Regions from separate parts of the Muntiacus reevesi genome. Here region 1 is linked to region 2. Evidence: chromatin contacts called from public Hi-C data. All regions are on one chromosome and are shown on one strand. The core of a region is the stretch at or near the end of the contact, and the rest is flanking DNA. Distances in the headings are between cores, read along the strand shown.

The links. A called contact is a pair of places that touch in the nucleus more often than the background predicts.
Region 1: a Hi-C map of muscle shows a contact between it and region 2, with 2.8 times the contacts expected there. The contact joins the promoter of APBA3 here to the promoter of DAPK3 in region 2. A contact is called at or near these places in 2 of 3 Hi-C or Micro-C datasets (blood and muscle).

The regions. Positions count from the first base shown.
Region 1 is chr1:198,983,553-198,986,252 of mMunRee1.1, forward strand. It overlaps APBA3 (amyloid beta precursor protein binding family A member 3), which reads left to right and starts at 1,335. Exons shown (of 11, transcript XM_065918043.1): 1 at 1,335-1,462; 2 at 2,426-2,700. The coding sequence starts at 2,453.
Region 2 is chr1:198,813,097-198,815,796 of mMunRee1.1, forward strand. DAPK3 (death associated protein kinase 3) reads left to right here and starts at 1,262. Exons shown (of 10, transcript XR_010660873.1): 1 at 1,262-1,374; 2 at 2,381-2,535.

The DNA of each region.
Region 1 (2,700 bases), core at 85-2,584, 170 kb after region 2:
TTCAACAAGCAAATGTGTGTGCTCAATCAGGTCCAACTCTGCGACCCCAGGGACTGTAGTCCACCAGGCTCCTCTGTCTGGGAGTGGAAAAAAATGGGATTTTTTTCCAAGCACGAATACCGGAGTATTTCCTTCTCTAGGGCACCTTCCTGAACCCAGGGATCAAATCTGGGTCTCTTGCATTGGCAAGTGGATTCTCTACTACTAGCGCCACCTGAGAAGCCTTGGATATGGGATTATGTATCCGTTAAATTTATAGCAGGTCTGTTTCAGGTCTCTCGCTCCCAATTTTGTGGACCACAGATTACACATGGCGTTTAAAAACTAAAAGGCTCGGGGATCGGGGGGTAGAAAACTTGTTAGCATTACATTAAAAAGTCCTACCACCCTATAAGTTATACCCATGTAGCCAATGGCCCTCAAACTTTCGAAAGTCATCACATGCAACAGGTGATAAATAAGGGTTTGGCTATCCTAAGCCAATTAATTTTCCACAAAGCAAGTCTACACAAAAGAAAAAGAAGTACGTTTAAATCAACTTTTCAAAGTGAAATATTTCTCCAGGTTCTGGCACTGGATTCTTCTCAGTAGCTAAATTACCGAAAACCTAGAAGTAATAAAAGCTAACACTTACTAGACTCGATATTTTCCAGCCCTACTGCTAAATCTGCACCCAGCTCGATTTCGTTTAATTAGGAGGTAGGTGTGGGCTTCCCTGGTGGCTCAGCCTGTAAAGAACCGGCCTGCCAACCCAGGAGATGCGGGTTCGTCAAGAAGATCCCTAGAGAAGGAAATGGCAACCCATTCCAGTATTCTCGCCTGGGAAATCCCATGGACAGAGGAGCCTGGCCAGCTACAGTCCATAGGGTCGCAGTCAAACACAACTCAGCAATTGAGCACGCACGCATGCACTATTATCCCCAGTTTACAACTGAGGAAGCCGGAAGCTCAGGGAAATAAAGTTAAGCATAACCGAGCCATTTCGCCAAGCCGAAAGCCTGTGTGCAATCTGTTCCCCGTGCCGCTTCTGGCACCCCTGCAGTCAGAAAGTCTATCTCTCATGAGCCTTTAGTATTTTTCCAGTCCCATTTCTTCCCATCTGCTATCCCTTAGAATAATGACCAAAGAGGTAGCAGTCAAGCAGTGATTTTTAACCGCACTTTGCAGTTAAGGAAATAGGCTCAGAAGCCAGTCGGAGCTTTCACGCCGAGTAAATGAAGGCTCGGAATTCGAACTCGTTGTCCACATACCCGGAGCCCCTGAGCGGGCGAGGTTGTCTGCAAGAACTACATTTCCCAGCAAGCCCAGCGGGAATGCGCATGCCCAGTGATCCAGGAACCCTGCGCGGATCTGGAAGCGGCGGCGGAATTGGCAGAAATTGGCAGGCGGTGGTCACTGGAAGCACCGTACCAGCTCAGCTGCGGGGTCTCGGCGGCCCGCGGGTTGAGACCACCTCGGTTTGGTAAGTGAGTGTCCCGGCGGGGCATAGAGAGGTCTGGAGCCAGCATCTGAGGTCACGGGTCTGAAGTCTTGAATCTGGGGTCCTCGAGAGGACTCGGGTCTTAACTTTCAGCTTTAGGCTCAAGTTTATGTCTTCGGCTGGGTCTGAGGTCCAGGTCTGAGTCTGGGATTGATCTTGAATGTGGCGTTGGAGGTTTTGAGGTGAGTCTGCTTTCTGGCATCTTGGAACTCTAGTATTTAGTCTGAAGTTCTGGATCCGAAGGCTTGGACTGAGGTCTTGATCCCTGGGTATCGGGGACCTACACCTGTCGGGTCTGTGTAGTCAAAGTGTGTCTCCAGCCTGGGTCGCACATCCCGGGGAAGGAACACTTGGAAGAATCAGGGCTGGGGTGTACGGGGTTCACGGGTGGGAGGGGAAGGTCTGGGAAGAGGAGCACAGGAGAATCCCCTGGGGTTTGGAGCCCAGGAAGCCACTGCCTTACAACTGCTGATTCTACACCTCGACTTCCTCCCCTGTAAAATGAGGGTCATGGCAGAATCTTCCTTGCAGGGTATGGTGAGGATTAAATTATGTGTTCTTTATGAACATTTACCAGACTAGATCCTGGTACCAAGTTGGCAGTTGGAAAATCTCATCTGTTTTTTTGGTTGTGCTGTGGGTCTTCATTACTGCATGGACTTTTCTCTAGTGGTGTAGAGTAGGGGCTGCTCTTGAGCTGAGGTGCATGGGCTTCTCATTGTGGTGGCTTGGGCTCTACAACGCAGGGGCCCCAGTAGTTGTGGCTCCCGGGCTGTAGAGCACAGACTCAATAGTTGTGGTCCACTGGGCTCAATTACTCCATGGCATGTGGGATCTTCCCAGATCAGGGATCGAAACCCATGTCTCCTGCGTTGACAGGCTGATTCTTTACCACTGAGCCACTAGGGAAGCCCAGAAAATCTAATTTTTGAATCTCCCTTTCAGATGCTGGCTTGAGCCCAGGGTCCAGGCATGGAATTCCTGACAGCCTCCCAACCCCCTCCAGGACCTCCAGCCATGGACTTGGAAGAGCCCAGGGACACACTTTTGCCCTCTCAGGACCTCACCCGTGATTGCCAGTGGGACCCCACACCAGGAGGTTCTGGCAGCCTGAGTCAGATGGAACTTGATGGGCTAAATATTCAGGACCTGGTGCAACAGTTTGAAGCTCTGCCAGGTGACCTCGTGGGCCTGTCCCCAGATGGATCCCCGTGCCCCCT
Region 2 (2,700 bases), core at 12-2,511:
TGTAAATGAGACTCAAAAAGCACAGAGGACCTAAGGAGACAAATGTGACATGATACTGGGACAAGAAAAGATGGGAGAGTCTAGTAGGGAGTGGTTAATGTGTCACTGTTGGTTCTTTAGTGGGGACAAATGTACCAGATTAATGAGAAAATAATAGGGAAAAGTGAATGAATGTGAGAGAAAGTGCTGCTTTAGCTGTGAAGTGTGCTTTAGGTTTAGTGGAGGAAGGTGGTCCCCAGGCAGGAAGAAGAGTTTTAGTGTCAGCGCTTAAGCGAGGATGAGGTGTGAGGCGAAGAAGGGAAGTCGTGGTGAAGTGAAGTGGAATTGCATGAGGTTGGGACTATCACGACCAGAGGATGGCCTGTGTCAGACGGTATCTGAAGTGGTTCAGCGTGGGCTTTGGGTTCAGGCCTCTCTGGGAAGGAATATCAGTTAATGCCTTTACTGGCTGTGTGACTCTGGGTGGGTTACTTTAATCTCTCTGGGTCTGTTTCCCTAAGTATAGAACTAGTAAAATATTTTACTTCACGTTGTTGATTGGTATGCAGTAAGGCTCAATCAATGCCAGTTCTTATGTATCTTAAGCCTAAAAGGAGTCAAAACAATCCTCAAGCATTTAATGGCAACACCTATCCTAGTTTGAATCTTTATGTATTTGCAATATGGCTAACAGCTTCCCAGGTAGCGCTGGTGGTAAAGAACCCACCTGCCAATGGAAGGTGACTTGAGGTTTGATCCTTGGGTCGGGAAGGTCCCCCAGAGAAGAAAATGGCAACCCACTCCAGTATTCTTGCCTGGAGTATCCCATGGACAGTGGGGACTGGCGAGCTATGCAGAATCGAACACAACTGAAGCAACTTAGCACCCCTAACATTTTACAAAGGAGAAAACTTCCTGTGACTGAAGCAGCCCCAGGGTCCGGCTCAGGAGCTGTCATGAGAGAACTTGGGCATAGGATTCACGTATTTCATGCCCAAGGAAGGCAGGAATGGGGATGCAGGACTTCAGCATCCTACTTCCCAGCTTCAGGACCCCGGTCAGAGGAGAAGGGGCGGGGCGGTTCAGGGACCGGAAGTCGGGAGGCCGACTTCCGTAAATTTGACCGACGTTCTTTGCAGCCAATCAGCTGTGAGCCTGTACCAAACGTGAGGCCTCATTTTGGTGAGGAGGGCCGGAAGCCCGTGTGCGGGGGCCTGAAAGGAGGCGGTGGGCGGGAATTCACGAGCGGTGTGTGTGCTAACCAATGGGCAGTGGGATCCACCTCTCGGGGGCGGGCTCTGGCGGGCGCGGTGACGATGCAAAGGTCTGCGCGTCGCGGCGGCCGAGGCGGCGGGGCCTGCGGACGGGGTGCTCGCCAACGCGGCTGAGGGACAGGTCCGCGGTGCGGGGCCGAGGGTGCGGAGCGAACTTGGTCCGAGGATGCCGGGGGAGGAGATCCTGGGGGACGTAGTAGGGGGGACATTTGGGGACTCGTGGGATGACTGGACGGGAGAAGGATCTGGGCCGGGGCCTGTGAGGGGCGTGGCGGCCTCTGGGACGCTGGAGCCGGGAAGTTAGGGGTTGGGGGAATCTTGGGGGCGTCTCTGAAGGAAGTCGTAGGGGTCTGCCTCGGAGCTTGTGAGAAGGTTGGGGGCGAAGGATGGAGGAGATTCAGATGTGGCCCTTTGCGGGGTTCCGTTGAGGGTGTGGAGCTTGGGGCGGGGGCCTTTGAAACTTGAAAGAGGTGTCTTCGAGGAAGGGGGAGGAGGAAGTTAACTTTGCTAGCACGGCGGAGGGCAGAGGGCGCAAGAATGGGTTAGGAGCTTGGAAGCCATTGTCCAGTTCCTGGGAAATTCAGGAAGGCGGGGGTAAGAGATGGGGTAAGCCCAGCGCCAGAGAGGGTCTTAGAGACCAGCCGAGGAGGGGAGGGCTTGTGGGGGCAGTGGGTAAGAGGAGGAGGGGTTAAGCTTGCTGAGGTACAGGGAGATGGGAGTGTGTTGGAAGTCTAGCAGACAATCAGGGTGTCCCAGGGTTTGGGGTGTGAAGAGCGTGGGAGAACTTATAGGAATTTGGGGTCTATGGATGAGATTGGGAGGAGCCTAGAAGGAAGAGGCAGAAAAAGACTGGGGTGTTGTGTGCAGAACCGCAGATCTATGGCTCCTGGGAGTTACGGGGGTGTAAGTGGCACAAGCTGGGCTAACACTGAACCTTGGGGCAGTGTGGTATCTAAATGAGATGACACATGAAAGTGCCCCACCCACCAAATGCAAGTGCCTTCCACCGGGAAGGTGGAATTTCAGCATGGTGGATCTGAAACCTATTTGGGGGATGCTGATCGATCCTTTGACCCAGAGGTAATGACTGGCATCTCAGTCCTTTGCTATTTCTCTGTCTCCTCCAGAGTCACGGCGAGAGGACTCCGTGAGGTACTATTCCCTGACCACTGACCAGGTTTGTACTGGAGTGGAAGACGCTGGAAGGCAAACCGACCACCATGTCAACATTCAGGCAGGAGGATGTGGAAGATCACTATGAGATGGGAGAGGAGCTGGGAAGGTGAGTAGTCACCTCTGATGGGGCCCCGAGGAGGGGGAGACCCGATCCACTGTGGGGTCTTCTGGGGTATGTCCTCTCCTCCTGCTCTCCCTAAGCAGGGATTAGTCAGGATGCGCTGTGGGATGAGTTTGTGCTTTGGAGGCAGCCAGTCTGGGCCTGGAATTC